Linked DNA regions of Mus musculus: regions 2, 3, 4, 5, 6 and 7 are each linked to region 1. The links are chromatin contacts, called in public Hi-C, HiChIP or PLAC-seq and promoter capture Hi-C maps. All regions are on one chromosome and are shown on one strand. Each heading gives the region's core, a stretch centred on a gene start, on an enhancer-like site or on the middle of the called end of the contact. The rest is flanking DNA. Distances are from core to core; before and after follow the strand shown. Region 1 holds the start of Psma3 (proteasome subunit alpha 3). Region 2 holds the start of Rps29 (ribosomal protein S29). Region 3 holds the start of Rpl36al (ribosomal protein L36A-like). Region 4 holds the start of Pole2 (polymerase (DNA directed), epsilon 2 (p59 subunit)). Region 5 holds the start of Nemf (nuclear export mediator factor). Region 6 holds the start of L2hgdh (L-2-hydroxyglutarate dehydrogenase). Region 7 holds the start of 4930512B01Rik (RIKEN cDNA 4930512B01 gene).

The links. Promoter capture Hi-C pulls out the DNA fragments that hold promoters and counts their contacts. A called contact is a pair of places that touch in the nucleus more often than the background predicts. HiChIP or PLAC-seq counts read pairs in DNA pulled down with a chosen protein or histone mark.
Region 2: a Hi-C map of B cells shows a contact between it and region 1, with 12 read pairs. The contact joins the promoter of Rps29 here to the promoter of Psma3 in region 1. A contact is called at or near these places in 1 of 39 promoter capture datasets (embryonic stem cells), 1 of 484 Hi-C or Micro-C datasets (B cells), 1 of 115 datasets of contacts at active chromatin or transcription factors (large pre-B cells) and 1 of 9 other capture datasets (liver).
Region 3: a contact with region 1 is called in a promoter capture Hi-C map of pre-B cells, with 8 times the contacts expected there. The contact joins the promoter of Rpl36al here to the promoter of Psma3 in region 1. A contact is called at or near these places in 3 of 39 promoter capture datasets (the C10 cell line, cranial neural crest and pre-B cells), 5 of 484 Hi-C or Micro-C datasets (B cells, CD4 T cells, Th1 cells and 1 more), 6 of 115 datasets of contacts at active chromatin or transcription factors (astrocytes, embryonic stem cells, large pre-B cells and 3 more) and 3 of 9 other capture datasets (adipose tissue, liver and macrophages).
Region 4: a contact with region 1 is called in a Hi-C map of B cells, with 6 read pairs. The contact joins the promoter of Pole2 here to the promoter of Psma3 in region 1. A contact is called at or near these places in 1 of 39 promoter capture datasets (cranial neural crest), 1 of 484 Hi-C or Micro-C datasets (B cells) and 1 of 115 datasets of contacts at active chromatin or transcription factors (large pre-B cells).
Region 5: an H3K27ac HiChIP or PLAC-seq map of embryonic stem cells shows a contact between it and region 1, with 5 times the contacts expected there. The contact joins the promoter of Nemf here to the promoter of Psma3 in region 1. A contact is called at or near these places in 5 of 39 promoter capture datasets (the C10 cell line, cranial neural crest, embryonic stem cells and 2 more), 4 of 484 Hi-C or Micro-C datasets (B cells and embryonic stem cells), 5 of 115 datasets of contacts at active chromatin or transcription factors (astrocytes, embryonic stem cells and pro-B cells) and 3 of 9 other capture datasets (adipose tissue, liver and macrophages).
Region 6: a promoter capture Hi-C map of liver shows a contact between it and region 1, with 2.4 times the contacts expected there. The contact joins the promoter of L2hgdh here to the promoter of Psma3 in region 1. A contact is called at or near these places in 3 of 39 promoter capture datasets (hematopoietic stem and progenitor cells and liver), 3 of 115 datasets of contacts at active chromatin or transcription factors (the 230-238 cell line, embryonic stem cells and large pre-B cells) and 1 of 9 other capture datasets (liver).
Region 7: a contact with region 1 is called in a promoter capture Hi-C map of hippocampal neurons, with 2.6 times the contacts expected there. The contact joins the promoter of 4930512B01Rik here to the promoter of Psma3 in region 1. A contact is called at or near these places in 2 of 39 promoter capture datasets (erythroid cells and hippocampal neurons) and 1 of 115 datasets of contacts at active chromatin or transcription factors (large pre-B cells).

The regions. Positions count from the first base shown.
Region 1 is chr12:70,972,970-70,976,864 of GRCm38.p6, forward strand. Psma3 (proteasome subunit alpha 3) reads left to right here and starts at 1,654. Exons shown (of 11, transcript NM_011184.5): 1 at 1,654-1,798. The coding sequence starts at 1,778.
Region 2 is chr12:69,157,141-69,161,035 of GRCm38.p6, forward strand. It overlaps Rps29 (ribosomal protein S29), which reads right to left and starts at 2,046. Exons shown (of 3, transcript NM_009093.2): 1 at 1,857-2,046; 2 at 1,521-1,620; 3 at 582-681. The coding sequence starts at 1,918. The coding sequence ends at 673. It also overlaps Rn7s1.
Region 3 is chr12:69,182,057-69,185,951 of GRCm38.p6, forward strand. It overlaps Rpl36al (ribosomal protein L36A-like), which reads right to left and starts at 2,011. Exons shown (of 2, transcript NM_025589.4): 1 at 1,927-2,011; 2 at 678-1,109. The coding sequence starts at 1,080. The coding sequence ends at 760. Mgat2 (mannoside acetylglucosaminyltransferase 2) reads left to right here and starts at 2,102. Exons shown (of 1, transcript NM_146035.2): 1 at 2,102-3,895. The coding sequence starts at 2,598.
Region 4 is chr12:69,226,150-69,230,044 of GRCm38.p6, forward strand. It overlaps Pole2 (polymerase (DNA directed), epsilon 2 (p59 subunit)), which reads right to left and starts at 2,041. Exons shown (of 19, transcript NM_011133.2): 1 at 1,948-2,041; 2 at 189-289. The coding sequence starts at 2,015. It also overlaps a transcript of Klhdc1 not described here.
Region 5 is chr12:69,354,935-69,358,829 of GRCm38.p6, forward strand. Nemf (nuclear export mediator factor) reads right to left here and starts at 2,242. Exons shown (of 33, transcript NM_025441.3): 1 at 2,117-2,242; 2 at 1,345-1,413; 3 at 1,096-1,198. The coding sequence starts at 2,175.
Region 6 is chr12:69,722,711-69,726,605 of GRCm38.p6, forward strand. L2hgdh (L-2-hydroxyglutarate dehydrogenase) reads right to left here and starts at 2,164. Exons shown (of 10, transcript NM_145443.2): 1 at 1,944-2,164. The coding sequence starts at 2,086. It overlaps Dmac2l (distal membrane arm assembly complex 2 like), which reads left to right and starts at 2,235. Exons shown (of 5, transcript NM_026536.2): 1 at 2,235-2,304.
Region 7 is chr12:69,788,444-69,792,338 of GRCm38.p6, forward strand. 4930512B01Rik (RIKEN cDNA 4930512B01 gene) reads left to right here and starts at 1,901. Exons shown (of 8, transcript NR_033573.1): 1 at 1,901-2,008. It overlaps Cdkl1 (cyclin-dependent kinase-like 1 (CDC2-related kinase)), which reads right to left and starts at 2,264. Exons shown (of 10, transcript NM_183294.2): 1 at 2,200-2,264; 2 at 1,544-1,821. The coding sequence starts at 1,711.

The DNA.
Region 1 (3,895 bases), core at 404-2,903:
GTTCTCTGTGGTCACCTGTTCTCACGTGCACACTTCCTCCCCTCAAACATGTAAAAATAATAAAAATACTACTACTAAGCAACCCTTTTTCCACACTCGGAGGGAGGCTGAAACACAACGAATGAAATGTGTGCTGTTGGTTTTTCTTTTCTTTTTCCTTTTTTTTCTTATGAAAGACATTACCTAGGCTTGGAGTGATAAACCAGGGTTGTAATTCCATCTTTAGGTAGAGGCTGAAAGATTAGGAGTTCAGTGCCATCTTTGGCCAGCCTAAGATACTTGAGACTGCTTCAACAAAACAACGAACCAAAATAAAGTTGATTGATAGTGGGTTTTTAAAAATGTGTTTTTATTGATGTTTGTTTTGTTTTCTTTTTAGACAGGGCTCTTATATTGCAAGCTGGCCTCCCGTCCCTGCCTTCTGCATCACCCTGCTGGAAAATATTTTCTAGCTATATAAAATAAAAGTCTCCAGATATTTATTTATTTTGTTTTTTTGAGACAGGGTTTTTCTGTATAGCCCTGGCTGTCCTGGAACTCACTTTGTAGACCAGATTGACCTCGAACTCAGAAATCCGCCTGCCTCTGCCTCCCGAGTACTGGGATTAAAGGCGTGTGCCACCACGCTCGGCTCAGATATATTTTTTTAAATAAAAATATTTCTAACGTTGTATTTACAATTGGGATTTAAAATCCACCCACCACTAGGTCAGGTTCCATGCCCACTCCTTTGATTTATCTGTTGCCCTCCCTCCACTTAATACTTAAGATCATAACCTGATAGTTGTTAGAATGAGCCGAGCAACTGGAGTCCCCCAAGCCACCTTAGCCTTTCCTAACGCTAAGTCTCATAATCTTCCTAGTAGGAATGAAGATATTCTAAAGAAGCTCTTGTGCTCCTCTTTTTGATAAGACTCCAAGAAACTGGAACTTCTCCAGGAATTACATGCTGGGTGAAAGAAGGCTGAAGCCTGCCTGGTTCCAGCCAGAGGGACAGCTTTCTCTCACACATAGATTTCACACCACCTTGCAGGAGAGGCTAAAGTTGAAACCATGATGGAAAAGGTATCACACCTTGACCGAGGCTGCTTAGTTATGCACAGCAGTTGAACCAAACGTCATGTTCGGACTCTGATGATGAACTTGGTCGGAGGATGGGGGGGTCAATTGCCTCCTTTTGTTCCTTTTCCTTTTTTTTTTTTTTTTTTTTTTTTTTTTTTGGTGTTTTTGAGACAGGGTTTCTCTGTGTAGTCCTGGCTGTCCTGGAACTCACTTTGTAGACCAGGCTGGCCTCGAACTCAGAAATCCGCCTGCCTCTGCCTCCCGAGTGCTGGGATTAAAGGCATGCGCCACCACGCCCGGCTTTGTTCCTTTTCCTAAGGTGGGTTTTTCCTTCCCCGACTTTTAAGAATTCCTGTCTGTGTGGGCTACAGAGGACAGGTGCCCAAGCCTGTCCTCCTTAGGATTATTAGCTACTTAGGACTATTAGGAACTAGGCTCTGACCTTAGCTCTTCCAATACCAGTTTCAGTTGACACAGTAGCAACTTCTCCAGGGAACCGCCTCTATGGTTTCTGCGCACGCGCGCTCTCTGCTTTTTTTTTTTTTTTTTTTTCCCCCTACAGTTTTCGTCCCAGCCCACGGAACAAGCCGCAAGAGGAAAGGCTATTGGTGGAGAGCGCAGCCAATGGGCGAGCCTGTTACTAGCCTGCGCCGTGTGCGGCGTAGGAGCGGCGCTTGAGGCCTGGAAGCGTTCCGCGGCCTGCCGGGTCAGCACCATGAGCTCCATCGGCACTGGGGTGAGTCTCTCCGCGCCGTCTCTTCCAGTTCGGGGTTGAAGGCAGTGAGGAAGCCCGGCTGCGGCTCGGAGGGCCGCTGGATCCCCGGCGCTGCCCGAGTCCTGGGGACCCGCGGCCTCTGTCTCGGTGACCCCGGCTCCCGCGGCGGTTCGGGCCGGTCCTGTCCGCCCCCGTGCAGCGACAGCCCCGGGTGCTGAGTCACTTTAGTCTCATGCTTAAGGAAACTGAAAGTGGAGACTCGCGGGCCTGCCGCAGTGCGAGCTCCCCGGCTCGACCCTCGAACGGCCCCTTGCAAGCCCCTGCTGGTCGCAATGCCTCGGCCGGATCGCCGAGTGCGTCGTGCGGCCGCCGCCGGCCCATGCAGGTGCTGCGGAGCTGTGTGCTGCGGTGCTGCTGACTCACAGGCCTGCCCGGGCTTCCCGGACGGAACCTAGTTAGTGGACGTTCCCTGGAAACGGGACACCACCTAGAAGAAAGGCTGGATCTCATGAGTCCTTGCCTTTCCTTTGCGTTCTGCTTTTCGCGAACAAGCTATTTTAAGCGAGTCTGTAAGCATTTAAAGGGTTATCTATGGGCCTAAGCGCCTCCGATTTGTAAGGAGTATTGAGGATTTGCGAGCTGGACTTTAATTTGTTGGGGCTAAATACACCCAGTGTGTGCAGCGATTTACCCCACCTTTCCTTTGTCTCCATATAGAACTACTTAACAGTCTCGATTATTTGCAGTAGAGGTAATGAATGAATAATGCGTTTCTTGGTTATCCTTGTTTCCCCCATTATTTTGATGCTCACCAAGTGTGGTGCACCCCTTTAATCCTAGCACTTGGGAGGTAGAGGTAGGAGGATCTCTGAGTTCGAGGCCAGCCTGGTCTACTTAATGAGTTCCAGGACAGCCAGGACTATGTAAAGAGACCCTGTCTTTAAAACAAAACACGCGCGCGCGCACACACACACACACACACACACACACAAACAAAATAAGATTTGCTGCTCAGAATTAAACTCGCATACTGTGTTCTTATGCTTAGAATTAAGTGGTTACAAGATATTAATACTATGTAATACTTTTGGGATAAGTGCTCAATAATATGTCTCAGCAAATTGGCTTTGCAGTTGTAGTAATGTTATCCTCTGTCAGTGGTCAATCCATGTGGAATATTTTAATATGAAAGTAACCCTGAGTTTTAGGAAGTTTCACGGTTGAAGGCTTGTTTTCTGGCTGTCTTCTAAGAATTGTAAATACCAGTATTTGTCAGTCATTTTGGGCCATTTGGTTTTCTTTTTTTTAACCCCTACTGCTGGGCAGTTGGGAAGGCCAGCCGAGGGCCTCAAGAGCTAGTAGGCAAGCACTGAGCCCCAAATCCTATATTCAATTAAAGAAAATAGTGAGTGTGTGTGTGTGTGTGTGTGTGTTTGTAGGGGGTGGGGTTGAGATAGAGCCATACTGGCCTAGAACTCTGCATCTTTCTGTGTCAGCCTCATGAGTGCTGGGACCCATCCGTATTGCTTAGATATGCAGCAAGAAAGGATTATTATTTAATTTTGAATTCTGTATGGACAATCTTCCGTTGTCTTCAGCTTAATGAACATTTCAATTCTGGTTGTTCAAATGAAAGTCCATTAGTTGTCTTTTTTTTTATTTTATTTTACACCAAGAGCTGTCCATTAACAAATCTGTGTGTTTTTTACACAGCATCATTTATGCCTAGGGATTAAACTACAGTGTTTGTGCTGCCAGACAAGCTCCACTCCTAGATCCATGGTTCTGTCTGACATTTAATGGTGCTCCTAAAAGCTTGTTTCCTTTCCTTTTGTGTGGTCAGAGCCACCATTGTTTGGAATATCTGAGCTCCACACCCACACTTGTCTACATTTGTTTTAGCCCAAAGCCAGAGTGAATTTTTTAAAAAATTTCTATGTGTATGTATGTTGCACCACATATGTGTCTGTTGTCTATCCAAAGCCAGAAGAGGGTGTCAGATCCCCTGGAATTGAAGCTATCGAAGTGGTTGTGAACCACTATGTGTGTGGGTGCTGAGAATTGAACCCAAGTGCTTTGGAAGAGCAGCAAATGTTCTTAACTGCTGAGTGTCTTTCC
Region 2 (3,895 bases), core at 796-3,295, 1.8 Mb before region 1:
TATCGCTTACTCCCTGCTTGGACCAAATCCCACACTTGTTGGTCCATGTAGCCCAGGCTGACCTGGACTTCTGAAGGCAAAACCTTCAACTCTTGCTTCTCCTGCCTCCACCCTGAAGGCTAGGATCAGTAGCACAAACCACACCCTGCTTAGATCTCCACCCTCATCCTGCTTTGCTAAACTCCTAAGTCTTTAAGTATACTCACTCAGAAGAGAGCTGAAGATAACAGCCTTTATACTCAGTTCCCGCTCTTCTGCACTCCAATTTTAACAAGCATTTCTAGAAAGCTGTACTGGTTGTGACAGGCATTCAAAACCAAGCTCATCAATACTGACTCCTCTGCAAACCTGTCTTCAGTCCTGCAATTCTACACTTGCTCCAGTCAAAACCCTTGGGATCCTAACTACTTGGACCTTCCCCTAATTAACTACCCAAACCACTCCAACCTGTGCCACCCAAGATCACTTGGGAGGTTCTAACTGTCCTGGTTCCGTTTCCTCTTGCCTCAAACTCATTTTTGCCTCAGCTTGCAACTCTACATTTTTGCTTCCCTTTTCTAAACAAAACACACACACAGGAATTAAAGTTCTTCACATTTTTATTCTTTGTGTACAAAGACTAGCATGATCGGTTCCACTTGGTAGTAGTCAGTCGAATCCATTCAAGGTCGCTTAGTCCAACTGAAAAGAAAAAAACAAAACGGAGTCTATTACTTAGACTGTGATTCTGGCATTTATTTCCACTGGTTCCCCCTAGTTATTCCCCGATACAAGACCACACAAAATTACATTAACCATGTCATGTACTCCGGAGTTACTAAATAGCCCGTTTCTGCAGTTCATCTTAACCCGAAAAAACCTAGACCAGACGGAGGAGGGACCGATCCTGACACACTTGAGTCATTCAAGTCTCTAAACTGTAAGGCTAGGCTTACAGTAACTATTTCATCAATAATGTAAGTCTGAGCTTAAAACTCTCTGCTGCACCTCAGCAGTGTCAAATACCATGCAGGCCCATTAAACACAAGTTTATTTAAAACTGGTCCCGCAGCTGGGTGTGATGCACACCTTTAATCCCAGCAGAGAATCTGTGTTCCAGGACAGCCAGGGCTACGGAGAAACCCGGTTAAAATACTTTTTAAAAAAATTGGTACAAATAAAAAGCAGATGAAATATATATACAGTGGTTTTGACCAAAAAAGGAGACTTTTGAGACATCAACCTTAGAACAAATAAAAAGCCAAAACCCTGGCTAAAACATAGCAGTGTGTTCACTAGATTCACTTAGGTTTCGGTGTGTGAAGTCTAGAGCTCTTCCCAGTATGATCAAACATCCTGGGCCAGAAATTTAAGACACGTATTGGGTTAGGAATATTCAGTTACTATGTAGAAACTGCACCACCTCCTACCCACCTGACACCTAAATCTGACCAGGCATTAAACCCTTCACCCTTCCCTTCTGGAACTCTTAAAACCCTCCGCTGTGTGCATCGTGGACGGCAGCGACCAACCGCGCGTACCTTAATGAAGCCTATGTCCTTCGCGTACTGCCGGAAGCACTGGCGGCACATGTTCAGCCCGTATTTGCGGATCAGACCGTGGCGGTTGGAGCAGACGCGGCTGGGAGGAGGAAGGACAAGGAGATGGCCTTAATGGAGCCGCCACAGTAAGGTACAGCACTCCTCAGCTTCCCCACCACCCGCAGCAGGGCCCGCCCGGCCCGGCCTAGCTAAGCCCGTAATGGCGACGGCAGCACCGAACGCCCTGCGCGCCGCCCGCGGGCCTTGAATTTCCGACACCCAGTCACCAACAATGGCCCTTCCCTCTAACCGCGGTCTCCACAACCCGCTCCTCACCAAGAGCGGGAACCCTGGCCGAACTTCCGTGGGTGACTCCAGTAGAGCTGCTGGTGACCCATCTTGCCTTCAGACGCCCAACGAGGAGAAAGGAACGAGTCGGCTCGCGCAGGCGCTCTTCAAAGTTTTTTGGAGCTACACGCTACCCAGAATACAACGCTAAGACGTGACGCGTACGCCGTGCGACAACATTGGTCCGCGTGCTCTGAGTGACATTTCTAAGGCTGGCTGGGCGGGCACAGTGAGTGACGTCACGGCCCGCCGCAGCTCTAGTATCTCCCCGTCGCTCTCAGCGCTCGCCGGGCGCGGTGGCGCACGCCTGTAGTCCCAGCTACTCGGGAGGCTGAGACAGGAGGATCGCTTGAGTCCAGGAGTTCTGGGCTGTAGTGCGCTATGCCGATCGGGTGTCCGCACTAAGTTCGGCATCAATATGGTGACCTCCCGGGAGCGGGGGACCACCAGGTTGCCTAAGGAGGGGTGAACCGGCCCAGGTCGGAAACGGAGCAGGTCAAAACTCCCGTGCTGATCAGTAGTGGGATCGCGCCTGTGAATAGCCACTGCACTCCAGCCTGGGCAACATAGCGAGACCCCGTCTCTTTTTGGACACTTAATAATATTAACATTATTCTCACTTTCTTTTTAATTCACCCTTTTCTCATATAATACATTTCAACCTTAATTTTTTACATTGTCTTAACACAAACGTTCGCTTACAAACGTGATTTTTTTTTTCCTTTACTCACTACTGACACCTACTGGCGTGAAATTATATGACAACTTAAATCAAGTGTAATGAGTAAGAGTCAACGATAGGGGCCTCTTATTAAATCTTTTGACCTCATATACTCCAAAAAGAAATCCACATCATTCCATGGATGGAAAATAGGGTCTTACGTATATGTGAGTATACCACCCTTGATACCTAAATATAATCGCCTACATTTACTTTTCATTTGTTTTTGTGTAGACAAGACTGGCCCAAGACTCTCATTTTGCCCATAATAGACTCACACTCCCTATCCTAATGTCTCAGCCTCTAATAATGGGCTTGCTTGTGCCACCAAACGCAGGCTAAGTGGATGAATATGAAGAAAAGTAATATAAAATAAAAGTTGTTTTCATCAGATAATTTAATAGCAAAACAAGTAACGACAAACTTCAAAAGACAAATTTATAAAAAATAAAAAATATATAAAATAAAAATAAAACCTAAAATTGCACAAAGCCCTGCCCCCTGAAATAAAAGCTTTAACTAAATCTAGAATGTAGCAGAGTAAAATTAAGAAAAAAAGCCTTTTGTAGAAGACTTTTAATAGAAACTTTAAAAAAAACTTTAAAGTATGCTACTTCAAAATTTTGGTAGACAATCCTTACCCAATTATTTCATAATGAAAGAGTCACAGATTTAAAGACCAGATATAATTTAATGTCTGTTGTCAGTCTTCAAATCTAGTGTTTTACACAAACACACACACACATATACACATATACAAATACACACACACATATACACATAAACAAACACACACACCGCGATTCCCTCACCTTTTCAATTCCAGTTCTGTTGTTGTTGTTGATCTATCTCTCTGTCTTGCTTTGACAACATGTAATACAACTAAACAAACGGGAGAACACAGGAGGGTACTGTTGCTAGACAGAGTAAGAAGATAACGCTGCTGAAGGACACAGCTCACTGGTGCCTTATTTTTCCTCTCATCAATCAGTACCTGTTACTATTACTGGGATCACTGCTTTGCCAAAACAGGTAGCCATGCCCTTCCTGGCTAGCCAGGCCTTCTGGAAGAGTCTGGCTAGACTGTTCACTGCCTTTTCTTGGGATCCAAAGAGCATTTGTGTTTTCCTAGCTACCCCTGACAGATTGGCTAGCATCGTGACAATAAGTTTCTGCCAGGGGCTGGTGAGATGGCTCAGTGGGTAAGAGCACTGACTGCTCTTCCAAAGGTCCTGAGTTCAAATCCCAGAAACCACATGGTGGCTCACAACTACCTATAATGAGATCTGACGCCCTCTTCTGGTGT
Region 3 (3,895 bases), core at 761-3,260, 1.8 Mb before region 1:
CGTGGCAGCTCACAACTAACGCCAGTTCTAGACCTGATACCCTCACACATGTACACTTCTAGGCAAAGAGTCAATTCACGTGTAAGATTAAAAAAAAAAAAAAAGACAGCCAGGGTTAATAAGCCATCTCTCCAGTCTTAATTATTCTTTACCCCACCCACCAATGAGTCATTTAAATTCAAATTTTATTCCCCTCCTCCCTTTTATGGAATTTTTTTGAATGAGTTACCAAACATGTATCACTGTCCATGGTAAATTAGCCAACATCAACAAGTCTGAAAATATAATGAACAATTATTAAATAATAATTTTCATATAAATTGAAAATACCTAATCAAGTGACCAATTTAATGTTAGTCTCCAAGCCATTCTGAGTGGAAGGATGAAACCTTTGTCAGCAGATCTGGGGAATGAATTCTATGACCATCACATATGTTCTGTGCCCATTATTCTGTAGCTACTGCTTATCTGTATGACTTCTTGTAGGGCACTTAGTACACACTTTGCCTAGCATGCAGAAAGCACTGGGTTCAACCCAACACAGCACCTTAGAAATAGGATATGGTGCAATTCTGTACTTCTAGTATTTAGGAGGCAGAGGTAGACCCAGACTCAAATTATGTTTGAAAACAAAACCCCCTAAATATGCAATCCTACTGAGAATCAAAACACAAGGCTTGGTATCATTAACAGTAACTTTATTCTCTAGCAGGTCATTTCTCTACTGCTTCAGTATTTTCCTCTCAGAGAACACAAGTTTTAGAACTGGATCACTTGGCCCTTCCTCTTCTTGTCGCCTCCCAGTTCAAAATGCTTGCATCTCTTAATGGCCAGCATCCTCTTGGATCTGCAGTTGGGCTCAACACACTCAAGCCTGAGCACAATCTTCTTTGTGGTTTTGGCCTTCTTTCGAAAGATTGGCTTTGTCTGCCCACCGTAGCCACTCTGCTTGCGATCGTAGCGCCGCTTTCCTTGGGCATACAGGGAATCCTTGCCCTTCTTATACTGGGTCACTTTGTGAGGCTGATGCTTGCCACATTTCTTACAGAAAGTCCTTCGGGTTTTTGGTACGTTGACCATGTTTGCAGTAGAAGTGTCTGCGATGAGAACTGTAAGAAAGTTTCAGACATTAAAGATCTTCAAACTCGAAAGTTTTAAACAGGTATAATTTGTAGGAACATATAAAAAAAAAACAGTAATGTTCGAAAATTTGTGAACCCACCAAGTACTCATTTCCCACGTGAATAAAAGGCCAACACGCAGCTGAGTGGATGAGCACTGGCTTAAACACCGGGGTTCAATCCTTACCACTTCAAGCCTATAGAAAAACTGTTTTTTGTTTTTTTAAACTAAAACGAGGCATTAACAGTTAAAAACTCAGACCTGATGGAGTGTGTCCTGGGAGGCTGAGGCAGAGGATTGCTAGTTGAGGTCTGCCTTAGCGTCCAAAGGAACTGACACTTGGAGTGGCCATTACAGTTCTCCCCAAACCAGCGTCCAATTTCTTAGGTCTCACTGCAAGGACAACGCAGTGGCGTCCGGGTAGAGAAGTTTTGCTCGGACTACCCCACAGCAATTCCCTCCGTTTTCTAGCTACGAATGGCTTACAACGAAATATAGTCGTTTCTGCAACAACCGGGCTCGTTCCTTCCCCCCAGCCACGTCAGTCTGTTTTGGCTTCACCCCCTCTAAAGCACCGTCACTCTCCAGCGGGCCCGAAGGCTGACGTGTCGTTAGCAGCCAGCACGCCTCGCCGCCCGGGAGCCGCCATGCTGGAGCGGTCTCTTCCGAGAGAGCCGCGGGCTGACCTCAAGCCGCGGCGGGCAGCACCTGCCCCTTTCCGACGCCTCAAAGAGCTAGGTCGGCTCCGGCTTCCAGGCGACCGCGGTCCCCAAGGAAGCAGCTACCGCTCTGCTCCAGACTTACCGAGAGACCGGCCGCCGCGATCCCCGACTCAACCGCACGCGCCGAACAGGAAAGGGACGAACAGAGCGGAAGTCGGAACTGAACCTGAGCGACGGGAATGCGAACCAATAAGCAGCGGCCTCCTCCGGAGGCTTCTGAGAAGCGCCAATCAGCGCCCGGCGGGGCGGGGCGGGGCGGAGGGTGTGGGCCGGAGGGCCCGGGCGCTCGCAGGCCAGTCGCGGCTTGTCAGAGCGGTCGCTGCCGGAGCGGGGCGAGGCTGCGGCGTTCGGTGTCGCCGTTCCGCCGTGCGAGCAAGGATGAGCGCGCAGAGGACGCAGAGCCACGGGCAGCGCAGGTAAAGGAATCACGGTGTCGGCGACCGCGGCGGGGCTTCTTCCGGGACCCCCGGGTGCTGAATGGAGAGGACCGAGGCGACGTTGAGCCGCGGCTCGTAGCGGCGGGGCGGCTGCCGGAGCTGCAACTGCCAGAGAGGATGCGCGGAGCCCGGGCGGCGCGAGGCAGTTGAGAGCCTTCGGGCCCCAGGACGCCGGAGCCCGGGATGAGTTAGCGAGGGCCGCCGCGGGGGCCAGTTCCTAGGGCTGCAGGCCAAGGCGACGGCGCCGCCCGCCCGCCCCTTCCGTGCAGAGGCCGCCAGCTTCTTTTCCGCGCCCGCGCTCCGGGCCCTGGAGACCATGAGGTTCCGCATCTACAAACGGAAGGTGCTAATCCTGACGCTCGTGGTGGCCGCCTGCGGCTTCGTCCTCTGGAGTAGCAATGGGCGACAAAGGAAGAGCGACGCCCTTGGCCCGCCGCTGCTGGACGCGGAGCCCGTACGGGGTGCGGGCCACCTTGCTGTGTCCGTAGGCATCCGCAGGGTCTCAAACGAATCGGCCGCTCCTCTGGTTCCCGCGGTCCCGCGGCCGGAGGTGGACAACCTAACGCTGCGGTACCGGTCCCTGGTGTACCAGTTGAACTTCGATCAGATGCTGAGGAACGTCGGTAATGACGGCACCTGGAGCCCCGGGGAGCTGGTGCTGGTGGTCCAGGTGCATAACAGGCCGGAATACCTCAGGTTGCTGATAGACTCGCTTCGCAAAGCCCAGGGTATTCAGGAAGTCCTAGTCATCTTTAGCCATGACTTCTGGTCCGCAGAGATCAACAGTCTGATCTCCAGGGTGGATTTCTGCCCGGTTCTGCAAGTGTTCTTTCCGTTCAGCATTCAGCTGTACCCGAATGAGTTTCCGGGTAGTGACCCTAGAGATTGCCCCAGAGACCTAAAGAAGAATGCAGCTCTGAAGTTGGGGTGCATCAATGCCGAATACCCTGACTCCTTCGGCCATTACAGAGAGGCCAAGTTCTCACAAACCAAACACCATTGGTGGTGGAAGCTGCATTTTGTATGGGAAAGAGTCAAAGTTCTTCAAGATTACACTGGCCTTATACTCTTCCTGGAAGAGGACCACTACTTAGCCCCAGACTTTTACCATGTCTTCAAAAAGATGTGGAAACTGAAGCAGCAGGAGTGTCCTGGGTGTGACGTCCTCTCTCTAGGGACCTACACCACCATTCGGAGTTTCTATGGCATTGCTGACAAAGTAGATGTGAAAACTTGGAAATCGACAGAGCACAACATGGGGCTAGCCTTGACCCGAGATGCATATCAGAAGCTTATCGAATGCACGGACACTTTCTGTACTTACGATGATTATAACTGGGACTGGACTCTTCAGTATTTGACTCTAGCTTGTCTTCCTAAAATCTGGAAAGTCTTAGTTCCTCAGGCTCCTAGGATTTTTCATGCTGGAGACTGTGGTATGCATCACAAGAAAACATGTAGGCCATCCACCCAGAGTGCCCAAATTGAGTCATTATTAAATAGCAACAAACAATACCTGTTTCCGGAAACTCTAGTTATCGGTGAGAAGTTTCCTATGGCAGCCATTTCCCCACCTAGGAAAAATGGAGGGTGGGGAGATATTAGGGACCATGA
Region 4 (3,895 bases), core at 791-3,290, 1.7 Mb before region 1:
GGAGCCTGGGAACCAAGGACCAGGATATCCTGAGGTCCCAACTGAACCAACCCTTTGGGAAAAGACACTACTGTGCGACTCTCGGAACTCTGCACTGTGCTAATAATGGAGCCTCGGTATCCTTTTAAATGTAAATCAGAGGACACAAAGCTATAACAATTTAAGCATCATCAGGAAATGTTACTTACAGGGCTGCTTTTCAACTGCATCGATGATCTTTCCTAGGTTCTCCTCTAGCTCCAATTCAGTGACAGACTGGAGAGCTTCAGTCAGATACTTGGTGGCTTCACTAGTGACAGAAAGAAAAGATGAGACCAAGAATTTCTCGGGGGCGGAGGGTGGGGTAGGGGGAAACTTTTACTTAAATCTTATACAACTCAAGCTTTATAAAAAGCTAACATAACAGAAAACTCATATCTCCCTCTAAAACCTCAAGTAGCCCTCTAAAGTATCAAGGCTTGAAACAGTTCATTAAAAAAATAAGTGAACAGGTAAAATAACAACAAACCCCTGCAGCAGGTCTTGGTAAAACACCTTTTTAAAAAAAATCTAAATTGGGCTGGAGAGATGGCTCAGTGGCTAAGAGCACAGACTGCTCTTCTGAAGGTCCTGAGTTCAAATCCCAGCAACCACATGGTGGCTAACAGCCATCCGCAATGAGATCTGATGCCCTCTTCTGGTGTGTCTGAAGACAACTACAGTGTACTTAGATATAATAATAAATAAATCGTTTTTAAAAAAATCTAAATGAGATGGGTACACTGGACATGTGAGATGACCCTGTCCTGACTGGAGTGTATGAGACTCAAAGCCGAAACTCTGAGTTAAGTTTTTGTTTGATTTTCTAGACAGAGTTTCTCTGCATAGCCCTGGCTGTCCTGGAACTCACAGAGATTCACCTGCCTCTGCCTCCAGAGTGCTGGGATTAAAGTTGTGCTGGATAGCTGGCCCACAGTGAATGCAGGCATGAGTGCCATTGAGTCTCTAAATCAGAGGGTAATCTACTACACAGCACTAGATAACACACTGTCTTCCCACAGGAAAAGTCCCATGGCGTTTAATTCCACACACGGTGCTTTGAGGCTAAAAGACTTGAGTGTATATCTCAATGAATCAATTAATGAGCTTCCAACAGCTTTATAATAGTACATTTTAAGGGAAAGGAAAGGAAAAGCTATTGCTCAATTAATCCTCTCTCCAAATGTCAGGAATTAACCAAATTAAATTCATCACTTTCTCCCTGGGTAGACCCAGGTTGACCCTTGGACACTCCTGGGCAAAACGTAAAGCTAAAAGGTTCATAAAGTTCACAGTTACGAAAACAAAACATTCACACTCTGACTCAGAAAGCTATACGGATCTCAGCAGGTACTTAAACGGAAAGTGTATTATAAAATGTAAATTGTAATATGAGATTTCTTGGATATGTTCATTTTTAAAGACTGAAAAGACACACTACAGCCAGGAAAACCTCCTTTGGGGGCAAATTGTAAACTAGGAAATCTAAAAAAGCCAAACTAAAAACACGTTTAAAATCTATCCAAATTTTACTTCTCCAGGCAATAATGAAAATTCCACACAGAGACGGGTTTGGAAGACTCATACTCTACAATATAAATCGCCAACAGACACGCATATGGATTCACCCATGTCTCTCCTTCTCTGACACGTCTCTCTGTAACTTCCAGAAGTAACACTGTAATGATTCCCATTCTGCAGAGGCGGGGACCTCCGTTGATCAGAAGCCAGCACGCCCCCAACTTCCCCGCTCAGTTCGGCGTCAGCGCGCAGCTCCGCCCAGCCTGGAAGTAACATTCGCACCCGGCGCCAGGATCGCGGAAACCCAGGTAGGCTCTGCAGCCTCAAATGCACCGGAGAGACATCGCCTCTTATGACAGAATGTTCTAGATAGGGCATTGCGGCGGGTCAGGTTACCTCGAGACTCACCTCCTGAGCAGCAAGCCCCGCAGCTTGAAAGCTGAGACCGTGCGGCTCCGCAGCCGCTCCGGCGCCATGTTCGCGATTTGGCGCCACCGCCGACGCCCCGCCCCCTCCTGGAATAGACACACCCCTTGTCCCGCCCTTATATTCTTGGGCTGGTGAAATGGATTTTTTTGGCCTTACTAACTGCAGGGCCTCTGGGAATCTCAGACCCTGCCTAGGGAGTGAAGTAGGAGTGGTCAGAGTGGGAACAAGCTTCCTTTATCCCAAAAGCATTTTCTGAACACTCAGCTTCCCGGACACTCAGCTACCCTCTTCTACTCTGACTCTACCCAAGCTTCCTGCACCCAGAGTCTTCCCTTCCAGGGCTATGAGAGTTGTAGAGCCGTTGTTTCCCGGTTCTACACATGCTCAGGAAATACTGTGTTTTCACCGTTTTCGATCACTCCCATCCGACCAGTTTTAGTTGAGGGCCTCTCCACGATCCGCTGTCATCATTTAGCAGTCCCACTTTTTTCATGACATACCTTCTTTTTTTTTTTTTTTACTGGTGGAGTAACAAACCCAAGATTATAAATGGTTGGTATGAGGTGAATTGCCAGTGCGGTGGAGCTGCTCTTGAATCGTTATTCTCAGTCCTACAAGTAGACTCAGTAGAGCACATCTTAAAATGTTCCCTCTTGCTGAGTGTGATGGCACATGCCTTTAATCCAAGAACTCAGAAGGCAGAGGCAGGGGGATCTCTGTAAACACCTGGGCAACTTGTTCTAGAGAATGAGTTCCAGACCAGTCAGTGAATCACAGTGAGACCTTATATAAAAATCCATCCATCCATCCATCACACACACACACACACAAACGCACACACACACATATACTTGTGCTGTTGAGATGAATAATCAATTGGCTGTTTATAAATAAGCATGCAACTTTACAGGACACAAGAAAGCTCTGGGCATAAGACCACAGATCTATAATCCCAGGCCTCAGAACGGGGAGGTGCAAGGATTCAGGAGGCAAAGGCCATCTTTGATGTCACAGCAAGTTCAAAGCAAGCCTAAGATACCTGAGGCTTAGTGGGAGTGGGAGAGGCAAATAAGCCAAAAACTTGAATGATTTCTACAACGGTATAAGCAATTATCTCTGGGGCGTATATTTAAGATCTTTCTGAAAAGGAAAACAGTAAAAAGAATGCATGTGTATATTTGCTTGATTTTGCATTTCAAAACTTTTGAAAAGTTAAACTAGACAACAAAGAGAGATCCCAGCTGTGGTGGTTTGAATAAAAATGTCTCCCGTAGGCTCTGGTGTGTAAACACTTGGTTCCCAGTTGGTGGCGCTGTTTGGAGAGATTCAGGTGGTGCAGTTGTGCTGGAGCAGCTGTGGTGGCTTGAATATGCTTAGCCCAGGAAGGGGCACTATTAGGAGGTGTGGCCTTGTTGGACTATAGGTATGGCCTTGTTGGAGGAAGTGTGTCACTGTGTGGGTGGGCAATGAGACCCTTTTAGCTCCCTGGAAGCCAGTCTTCTATTTGTTTTCAGAACAAGATGTAGAACCCTCAGCTCCTCCTGTCCCATGCCTGCTTGCACACTGCTATGCTCCTGCTTTGATGATAATGGACTGAACCTCTGAACCTGTAAGCCAGCTCCAATTAAATGTTGTCCTTACAAGAGTTGCCTAGGTCATGGTGTCTGTTCTCAGCGGTAAAACTCTAACTCAGACAGTAGGCTTTGAGATTGTATAGCATCACCCCACTTCCAGCTCTTTTTCTCTGCTTTGTGCTTGCATTTGAAGACAGGAGCTCTCAGCTTCCTGATTCTGCCATTTGTTGCCATGACTCCATAAGTAAAAGTGCTTGCCATGCAAGCCTGAGGACCTGAGTTCTAATCCCCAGAGCCTACATAATTCCAGATGTGGTGCTGAGAATCATCAATCCCAGCATTCCTATAGCCTA
Region 5 (3,895 bases), core at 992-3,491, 1.6 Mb before region 1:
TCCTTGTTTACATTTTTGTTTATTTGGTGTGTGTGTGGTAATGCATGCATGCCACAGCATAGAGGTAGAGGTCAGTAAATAGTTTCATGAATTGGTTCTCTCCATTCACCATGTGAACTCCAGGGATCACACTCAGGTAACTTTTGTCCACTGAGTCATCGTGCCAGGTCCCAGTGGGTCCTTAAGCCTTTATTCTAATAACTTATAACTGAAATAGTTATTTTTGTATTCTATTTTTTAGATAATAGCAAATACAAGAACCAGAGCAGCTATTGACTTATCATACTGCAAAAAAACCTTACCATTTAAGTAAACAAATACACTTAACTCATAAAAGTGCCAAGAGTTTGCTGTTATTGGTTACTATTTTTTAAGGCAAAATGTCACTCAGTAGCCCAGGCTAACTAACCTTACCTCAGTCCCCTGAATGCTGGTGTCATAGGTGTGAACTACCATACCCAGCTCAACATTCTTTGAGAAGAGATGATGGCAAAGTACTACAAGTCTAGCACAAGAAGAAAGATCATCCTAAATATGAGATCAGTCTGCTCTGTATCAAGTTCCAAGCCACACTCCTTTAGTTCTGGTACTTGGGAGGCAGAGGTAGGCCCATCTCTTGAGTTTGAGGCCAACATGGTCTACAGAGAGATTTCTAGGACAGCCAAGGCTACACAGGCAAACTCTGTTTCAAACAACAACAACAATGAAACAACAACAACAACAACGAAACAACAACAACAACAACAAACAACAACAACAACAACAACAACAATGAAGCAAGTTCCAGGTCAGCAGATTAAGGCACATGGATCAACAACAACAACAACAACAACAATGAAGCAAGTTCCAGGTCAGCAGATTAAGGCACATGGATCAAGTCTGGGGATTTAAGTTGGATCTTACCCCTGACCCCTCATCTCACAGCAAAACTGACTCCCCCCCAGGTTGTCTTCTGACATTCACTTGAGAGCCCCAAGTTGTACCTGTTTGTTGTTTCCACCTACACAGACACACACACACACACACATACATACATACATGATAAATAGATAGATAAATGGAGTTTTAAAAATTAGCTCCAAACTTAAAATTTACCTTCATGGCAAAACTCGACGGCATCATGTTCTTAGGCCACTCAAATTCTGTTGTATGAATACGTATACCAGACTCAAGTAACAGTGTAGCTTTAAAATCAGGTCTGTTCAAGAGAAAGCCAAATTTTTCTTTAGGGAATTTGCCAAAACTTATTCTCTGAATTTAAAAAAACAAAACCTAAAATGCAGGATATATATATATATATATATATCATAATTTACCAAAAACAATCTTATAAAATATTCTTACTTTTGAAGCCGAATAAGATATGTCTTGTTATCCACATCATAAACGTTGTTTACTCTCATTCCTAGCAAGCTGAAAAAAAAAGAAACATATAACAAATCATTGTTCTTGGTTGAAGCAAAACTTTCCATCATTTATTGGTGTTGTGGAAAAGGAACTCTTCCGCTAAGATACCTCCACCGCCTATAAAGGTATCCTCAAATTAAATGTAGACTTTTAAGCACAAAAGTGGCCTGTTGATCTCAGTAACACCAGACTACTAGTGCTGGGGTGGGGTGGGGGGTGTAAATACAGTAAAATTAAGTCTAAATGACTTATTCGGAGCGGAGGAAGTAGCCGAGTCCCCGAAAATGCGACAAAGCTCACACAGCTGAATAGGCGACAAGTCCAGGACACAGGTCCAAATCTGCCCATTTCAGCTGGAAGGCCCTGCTACTTCTCTTTGGGAAGAAGGACGGGAATTCTGAAGAAGCCAGGCCGCCAGTCTGGAGCAAAGACGATCACTCCCGTTCTACCAAACGCTCGCTGCGGGACTCAGGCCACCCCGGCAAGACCTCTCGGAATCAGCGCCAGGGAGATGCAGCATCAGGCACGGTCCCCGGGGGGGGGGGGGGGGGGGGTGTCTCCCGGGGGCACCGGCCCCGGGCTCGGCCCCCAGGCCTAGAGAATCCCCGAGGCACCGGGACGACCGTGAGGCTCTCCGTCTCGCGACCACCCGGTGCCCGGCCTCCGCTCCCTCTGCTGTGAACGAGCCTGTCCACTCCCACCACCATACCTCGCATTCAGTTCCGCGAGCACTGCGCGGAGGTCAACCGTGCTGAACCGGCTCTTCATGGCTAGGCTGCGTGTCGCTACCGCAGTCCTTTCAGGGACTGAGCCGACGCAGGACCACTATGCTTCTGCGCATGAGCGCTTGGCTTGTGTCTACGGCAACCCAAATGACCCAATATTACTTATAGTGAAAGTGCGCTATTTAACCGAAGTTTGTTGTCAAATCATGATCAATTATTTTTTTCACTGTGTAAAAAAAACTCGACATAGAACTAACTACCTTCTCGAAACTGCGTCCTTTCCTTGAACAATGACCGGGTTAATCCCGTCCCCTTGTTTGGGGATTAAAATGGGTCTCCATTAGGATCCTGTAGGTCATTAACCATTAATCAGTTGCCCCAGGAAGGCGCTATCGCTCAGGATGGAAGAGCAAGGGGTCTTTCTAAACGCGAATTTGAGACTAGACAAAAACCAACGGTTGGTTTTCCCTGACTCTGACAAGCCGTAGAGATGGGTTCCTATTTTGCTGGGTACTACTCTCCGAAATAGGATTCTGCGGCATACTGTAGAATTCTCATTCAAGTTGAATGGGGTGGGGTTCTATATAGCCCGAGTTTCATAAATTCTTGGCACCTCAAATACTCAAAAATTCACTAAGTAAAGATGTCAGATAAAAATAAAGTAAGAGTTCCCATGGGAGAAGGAGAAAAAGTTCTCCTCCCACACCCCAGCGTTCTCTAAACTGCTTCAAGTTCTGCATGCTACCAATTCATACATAAATTATTCAGGGTTCAAATATACGATAGTTAATTCGTCTAAATTTTTCTTTTTAAAAGTTCTAATGTTAGTAATAAACAAATCTAAAACTAAGAACAAAAATCTACTAGTTTTGGACAGTGGAAGGTGTGTGTGTGTGGGGGGGTGGTTGTCATGGTCATTTTTGATACAGGGTCTTTCTATGTAGCCCAGGACACCTTAGAACTCTGAATTTTCTTGTCTCTGCCTTTTTGAGTGCTGAAATTACCAACACATTTAGAAACTGGAGGAATTTTAAAATCAGTGAAACATGTATTTAAAAGTTTAAAGTCATTAGCATTCACATCGCTATAAGTTCTTAGAATGGGTGACCAAAAAAGCAAAAGAAAGCAGGGAAAGTGTCAAATTTGTATATCTAAAAACATAAGGATTTTTGTAATTACTCTGCTTTTGAGACAGGGCATGCTATATAGTCAAGGTTAGTCTAAACTCACCCTATAAGCCAGGCTGTCCTCAGTCTCCCTCTGATTCCAGCCTCATTGGTATTGGAATTGCAGGTACATACTATCATGCCCAGATAGATCATAAACCTTTAATGTTGGCAAATGTGTTAATCTAGTTTCTATTGTTGTAACAAAATACCAACAGTTAAACAATGTACAAAGTTCACAGTTTTAGCAGCTGGAACTCTGAAACTGAGTAGCCACATCTATTTCAATCTAACAAGGGCAGCCCCCCTGCTACATTCCAGCATCTTGAGGGAAGCACATGGAAAGAGAGGGGGCAGTTCCGAGGTGAGACGGAAGCAGCAGGGGTGCACGCGCCAGGCTTCTTCTTATGATAGCTTCTTCATGAGTGAAACTGGTTTCTCTCAAGAACAATAGCATTTCTGATTTTTAAAGGCTTTCACCGCTACACCTGGCACCAAGCTTCCAGCACTCGAAAGGGATCTAAAACACAGCATTTTGTAGTAAGCATCAGTTTTTTATTCTATCCTAAATACAAGTAGAAGGCTAAATGTACAGCC
Region 6 (3,895 bases), core at 914-3,413, 1.2 Mb before region 1:
ACATGAGACAACCAGCAGATAGATGCCTCTACCTGAGGATAGGTTATGGGAGGATAGGTTATGGTCAAGGTTTTCTCTCCAGAGATGCTTTCAGAGGCCCATAGACCTTAGCACAACCAATCATGTTATAGGCACCATCCTAAGCTTAGAACCTAGCATGGAGGCCCCCAAACCTGCCAAAATGGGAACACAGACCAAATCCAGCAAAGACCTAGTCCACAGTTACAGGATCCAGGAAAGTCCCTAAACCTTACTTTTTGGCTGGTATCACTGCTGACTATTAGAAAGCCAGCACTTGGCAGATACTGTTCATTCATGTTGCTACCAGGGCAGCTGCTATAGCCCAGTGTCTGGCAGAGCTGTGGGCAGCTGTCAGGGCTCGTCTTTGGTGATCCTCAAAAGCTCACTAATAACCGGGCCCTGACACCTTAGAGGGCACCCGTGTCCAGGCCCACAATAGAGCATTTCTATGCCCAAACTGAGATTACACAAAATATGATTAAACTGTATAGAGCTATACACAGAACACAGAATGCACATAAATTTGGTAAAACCTGAATGTGTGCATTGTATCAACATTAACACCAAGGCAAATGGTGGGACAGGAGGAAGGTGACATAAAACCATTCTATAATTTTTGCAACTTTCTATAGGTCTACAATTGTTTCAAAATAATCAGTATTTTAAAAACTGGGATAAGAAAATGGTTAATTGGCAAAGTGCTTGCCATACAAGTGAGGACTTGAGTTTGTACCCAAAGCACCTTTATGTAAGGGCATTCCTTGTTCAACCCATGTAACCTTGGGATCAGGGGCAGGGAGACAGGCAGATCCCTCGTGCTTACTGAGCAACCAACCAATCACCTCAAGAGACCCTATCCCCCACCCCATCCCTCTCCTGCCCCGAGGCAGTGGAGGCAAACACCTTTAATCCCTGCAGACACTGAAGATCTCTGAGTTCAAGGACAGCCTGGTCAACAAGATAGCCAGGATACAAAGAGAGACCCCATGTGGAAAAAGCAAGTGACAGATAGAAACACACACACACACACACACACACACACACACACACGGAGGGGGAGGGAAAAAGGGAGGGGGACAGGGAGAGGGAGAGAAATTGGGAGAGATCCAGTCTCAAAAGTTAAGGTGGCGCAGGTTGGGTGGCACGTGCCTTTAATTCCTGCACTAGGAAAGGAGTGGCAGGTTGATAGCTTGAGGCATTAGAGGCCAGCCTGATCTACACCGGAGTCATAGGACAGCCAAAGGAAAACAAACCAGTACCGTTTAACATGCTTTAAACGCGTCTTAAACAAAAACACTGCCCCTCTCCAGGGTCGTGCCACACCTCGGTCTGCCACTAAATCCATTCGCATGGTCTACCTTGTCTCAAACAATCAAAAGCTCCCCCACCCCCACCCCTCCACCCCGCCCTTAAAGCTTTCACACCGAACACTGTATTTGCCAGCTTTCCTAGGCAGCTCACAGTAGGCAACTGAGTTGCTTCTAGTGAGGACAACTCTAGTGTGTGCAAGGAACTGACCCACAGAAGCCAAGTTCTGGATTTTCCAAGCAACACAGGGGATGATAGTTAAGAAGCTGCATACTTATTGGCAGTGTGCTAGGTCTTTTAATCTTCAAAGTGACCACCTAGGGGCCAGACTAGGATCCTAGTCACCAGTCACCCTTTAGAGTGGTTAAGAAATGGAGAGGAGTTGTGTATTCGGAGCCAGATTAGCTCCGGACCTCAACTCAACACTGCCTTTCCTATGGCGCACAAACGCAGTGGACGAACCCTGCGGGTCAGCAGCTCCTGGGATTCGAGGCTGGACCACAGAATCAGGACTTCCTCGCCGGGGACAGAGACATCGAGTCGGGGGACACAGACAGGTTCAGTTGGAGATCCCTGAGCGGAACAGCAAGTGCAGGCCGCCGCCTCTCACTTACCTGGTGCTGGAGCTTCTGCGGCCACCCCCGCACAGTAGCCCGGGCACCCCGGACGCCGGTCCACTTGCGCGGAGGAAGCCCCCAGCCACGCAGTACCGGGCCAGTCCGCAGACACCGCCTACGTAGCGCAGGGTCGGCCACATGGCCTGCGCCACCTCCCCTCCCTCCACCCCAGCACCCGCAACCTGAACGGACTCTAAGGGTGAAGCGCGCCGCTCTCCAGCCCCGCCCCCAGACGAGAGCCAATGAAACACGCGCGTTTGCCTGACGTGGGCGTGGTCTCCGCTGGCCAATGAGCGAGCGCCGTGGAAGGAAAAGACCGAGGGCGAAGGGCCGGCCAGGCGCAGGGACGCAGCACGCCGTGAGTAAGAGGAGCTAGGGCGAAGGCGGGGACCGGGTGGTGGTTCCACTCTCCGGGACCTCCGCCCGCACAGGCTTGACTGGACGCCGGCGCTGTTCCGCCAGAGAAGGCTGGGCATGTCGGGGTGACCCCTGGCTCCTGCGGCCTCTCCTTCGGCCACGCCTCCTGGTCGGTTGGCGACGCTGTGGCCCGGGAGCTGGGGACTAAGCCACCTCCTGCCGCTCCCTGTCACTACCCTGCTGATTGCCCGCAGGTTTCTGGGCCCTTCATGGGGCTCCTGGTTGGTTGTTCATTCAACCACTGACTCAGCTTGTAAATATCGGGCGCTGAGCTAGGCGCTGGATGAAAGTAGACGGCTCGGTCTCTGTCGTCATTTAGTGTTGTTTTTTTGGTTTCTATTATTGACTTGTATATGTGCCTATGCGAGCTTATTGCAACAGGTATGTGCAGGAGTTTGTGAGACCAGAAAGGGGAGTACAGGATCGCCTGGAACTGGAAATTCTGAGCTGCCATGTGGGTGCTGGGAATCTAGGCCCTCAGGTAAGACCAGTTAACAGTCTTAACCATAGAGCCATCTCTCTAGCCCCAAACTTTTCTTTATTAATTTACATCTCTGCCCCAGCTTCCCCTTCCTTCTCTCAGGCCTTCCTGACTAAGCCAGCTCAGTCAACAGGTTCTCCAGGGAGGGATGAAAAAATTGAAAAGAAAAAGACAATTAGACAGTACTATTAACATAACCCTAGCCCGTTCTGAGGTTGAAGCAAGGTTATTTTTCCTCCAGTCAGTCTGCTTTTATACAATTCTAAGTACATGCAAAGAATAAGGTCAGTCCTAAGTCATAAACAGAGTTAAGGAACAAAGCCTAAACAAAGGTGCCATGATAGTTGTATTCAGAGTCTTATCAAGACCCATCAAAATACAAAATAACTCTGTCCTCAGCTGTGTTCATCTTGAGCCTACTTCCCAGTCCTGGCCCAACCTCAAATTCTTGCCAAATTTTTAAAAGCAGGCATCCAAAGCGCTGTAGCCTTCTTCTCACTATCGACCCCACCCCCACCCACCCACTTAGGAAAAGGGGCAGCCTCCTATGGATATCAACCAGCCACTGTATGTGACGTTGCATAAGACTAGACACATTCTCTCCTCTTGAAGCTAGACAGGGCAGCCCAGTAGGAGAAAAGGGTCCCAAAGGCGGGCTCCTGCTTATCCCACTTGAAAACCAAGCTACGGGCTGGTGAGATGGCTCAGTGGGTAAGAGCACCCGACTGCTCTTCCGAAGGTCCTGAGTTCAAATCCCAGCAACCACATGGTGGCTCACAACCATCCATAACGAGATCTGACTCCCCTCTTCTGGAGTGTCTGAAGACAGCTACAGTGTACTTACATATAATAAATAAATAAATAAATAAATAAATCTTAAAAAAAAAAAAAACAAAAAAAAAAAAAAAAGAAAACCAAGCTACACAAGTATAACATATGTGCCTAGGTCAGTCCCATGCAGACTTCCTGGCTCAACCTTTCCTTAATCACTAGACTAAGAGAGAGCTTTAAATGTCCATGCCTCCAGATAGCCACTCACAGGGGAGGGCAC
Region 7 (3,895 bases), core at 651-3,150, 1.2 Mb before region 1:
AGAGGGTGGGGGCTTCCTGCTTTCACACGCTCTGTGGTGTTCACCACACACCTCACATTGTTATTTATTTAGGTAGGTGAACACACAGTTGCTACACAGCACTGTGGGGTCAGAGGTCAACCTGGGGGCCTTGATTCTCACTCAGTTAGCATTGACTTGGAAGGAGAAACTCGGGGAGCTACACCTGGAAACACAGTGATAATAAAATGTGCTGAGATACACGTACCTGTGCTGGGAGGTCGGAGAGGACATTCTCTGAGCCAAAGAGAACAGCCACCGTGCTCCTGGGAACACTAATTTTGGTGGATGGAACACATAAGTGTTACTGTGTACCATGGAGGTCAGAGGACAACTTGGGGGAATCGATTCTCTCCTATCATGTAGGACCAAGGGATCAAATTGAGGCTATCAGTTTGGTGGTGAGCACATTTATGCACTGAGCCATCTTTCTAGCCTATTATTATTATTATTATTATTACTATTATTATTGAGTAAATCAACCCATTGAAGACTGGGAATGTGCCTCGGTGAGAGAAGGTTTTGTTAATTTGATAAAGTCTCTGGGTTCAATCCTTAACACCACAAAGTAGTAATAATATTGACAATGATGATGCTAAATAAAGAGTAAGGCAGCTATCAGCTTCTACTGAGAAAGTGGACATGGTCAGTGGCTCACGAGAGCAGAGTGCAACACTGGCTGTGTGGAGGAGAGTAGGCAGAGGACCCCAGCTGGGAACCGGCACAAACATTTGAGTTCACCCCTTCTGAGAGCATCATCCACTCATACACTTGGCCAGGGTCTGGACAGAACACCGAGGCCACACTTTCTGAAGCACAGTTGATTCCCCATGGGAGCCATCCATGGCCTGCCTCATCCTGCAGTAGCAGCTGCATTGCCTCTGAGAAATTCAGAGAAGCCTCTTTCCAGAATAAGAGGGAACACACTTTTGTCTTGTAATGAACACCTTTGTCCAAGGACCTAAGCTTAGATTCCAACACTCACAATAAATGCTGCCCGAGGGCAGCTGTCCACCTGCAATCCCAGTACTAGATCCTGGAGAGCACTGGCTAGCAATCCTAGTGAGACACTGTATCCATATACAAGGGGGAAAATGGTTGAAGAAGATGGCTAGTGTTAACCTTTGGCTTCCAAATGCCACACACACACACACACACACACACACACACACACACACATTTATGCGCGCACACATGAACACACATATACAGATGCATATATAGCCCAAGAAAACAGGACAATGGGTTAAAAATACAAAATGAAAACAAGCTGGAAGCTCAAAACTCAAAAACTCTAGCAAAGTCGAGTTGTTTTAAATTCTGCTTCTTAGAGACCCGTGAAAAGACTGTCTGCAGTTGACGCCAAGAGAGCCCCACACCTCTCCTGTCCACCTTCTTACTCTTACATAATCCGTTCTCTGCGCACAGACTCTGATTTGTGCCATTGAAGACAAAGGCTGTGTGGGAAGAGGGCAGAGCCTCAGCCCAGAGCATCTATCTAGCACAGAAAAAGCAAATTAGCTACCTTGAGCATGCGGATTTCTCGAAGGGCGATTTTCTTTATGACAGGGTCATCTTCGGTTTCCAGAAACCTCTTGATGGCCACGATCTGACCCGTGTCCCTGTTTCTGCACTTGAACACTACCCCATAGGAGCCTTCTCCAATCTTTCCAATTTTTTCATATTTTTCCATTACAGAGGAGGAGCAAGTCTTCTTGAGAACGGATTTTCATATAGTTTTTAAAGGTCGTTTATGAACTGACCTCTCTCGAGCCTCATCAAGTAAGGGCTGTCGTCCGCGATCTAGAGAAAACAAGGCGCGAGTTAAAGAATAAGGATCAGCCAGGTGTGGACTCCACCCCCACCCAGCAATGACATCGCGGTCAAGGCTGGGAGTCTACAGGTGGCTGCCATGGGTGACCTAATTTCAGTTGTCTGTTTCATTCCCTCGAGCTAAAGATGTAGCCAGCATCCAAAAACGAGCCGAGCTGTAAGATAATCTATCTTTTTAACGTTATGGTTCATACGATCTAAGACACTTGAGCTGGCTGGAGCACCAGGAAGGCGAAGGGCTTCCCCGGTTCTAGTTTCGGGTCTCAATTCCCTCCGGAAGAGGACACCGGCTGGGCAACCGGGCCCGTGGGGACTGCGGGAACTGCAGGGACTGTGGGGACCTCCCACCCTGACTCCTGAGGCGCCTCTCGGCCCAGCTCTAGCACAGCAGCCTGCAGCTCGGCTGGGTGACTGCTGCGATCCCCATGGGAACCGCGCCGGTTGGGCGGGGCCGCCCTCCGCCCTGCTGTACCCGCAGCCACTTGGCCGGGTCCCTGACCCCGCGCTGCAGGTCCAGAGGGTTTAAATCGTGGAAATCACAGCATGGAGAGTTTGCAGGGAGAACGCCTGCTCCCAGGCTGTCCTAGCAGCCTGCTCGGGCTAGGGTGACCAGGTCCATACCTTATTACGTCCACTCCTTGGTGTCCGTTCCTCGCCTGTGAACCCCGGAGGACAGCAATTGCTCGGTGCTGCAGCTTCGAAAAATGAATGAGAGAGAGTGAGGCAATAGAGGGAGGCAGGATGGCCTTCCCTCCCATGTAGTGGGGTCTTGGCGGTGCAGAGCCTGCTTTGATTGCCTTGACTCTTTCCCCAATCACCTTCTTATTGAACCTGTTTCAGTACAGTGACAGTGGCAGTTGATGGATGCAGGAAATCTTGAAATAAGGATCGCACAGACAGCCTCTACATTTTGTCAGCCCTTCCATCCCCTATGCTAGGCGCCGAGGTGCTTGTGTGCTGGCGGCAGGGCTACAGCAGAGAAAACGCACGATGTGAAACCTGGCCAACCCGGGGCAAGGAACGTGCGATGCAAATGTACACAGAGCTCAAGAGGAAGCTGGGTCTGGGCATACCGAGCGTGACGGCTGCCTGGCAAAGGGTAGAGGTATAATGAGTTACTAGAATAGACTCGTGGTGGTCTGGGACCCTCCCCAGAAATCATGTGCAAATGTGAATGCCTACTCTTTTTGACTTTTGTCTTCTCGATAGCTTTGCCTTGCCCAGAATATCGCGTACATGGAAACATACAGTGCACAGCTTTTATTGAGTCAGATTCTCACTTCACAGAATACATCTGAGAGCCACACACATCTTGCATTTAGCAGCAGTGTCTTCCTGTTTATTGCCGGGTAGCGTTCTGTTGTATGAACGTACTGACTGGTATTTATTTGTTTATTCAATCCTGGTTGAAGGATATTTGGATTGTTTCCAGTGTGGGGTGATTATACATGAAGCCGCTATAGACGCCGTGCATGGTGCTTTCTGTGAAGCCAGGTCTTCATTTTTCTTGGGGAAATCCTTAGCGGGAGACCTCTGCACATTGAGCTTATCTTTTCCATTTTACCTTCCCACCTGCAATGTCCCCAGTGCCCGGCATCCTTGCGGTCCTTTTGGCTTTAACTATTTTTTAAAAATATTTATTTATCTATTATTACATGTAAGTACACTGTAGCTGTCTTCAGACACTCCAGAAGAGGGCGTCAGGTCTCATTACGGATGGTTGTGAGCTACCATGTGGTTGCTGGGATTTGAACTCAGGACCTATGGAAGAGCAGTCAGCTCTCTTAACTGCTGAGCCATCTCACCAGCGGATTTAGCTATTAAAATAGATGGTTAATGGCTTCTAATGGTTTTAATATGAATTTGACTTTTAACCTTCCCTATAGATGTGTTCTCGCTTCAGGATTCTAAGAGACTTATGGAAATTTTTTGGCGCCAACACCTCTCTCTTCCCCAGTGGGCTGCAGTTCTCACTTGGGACATGGCAAAAGGCAGAAGGACAAACAAACAAACAAACAAAACCCCTCTAGTTGATTGAATTAAG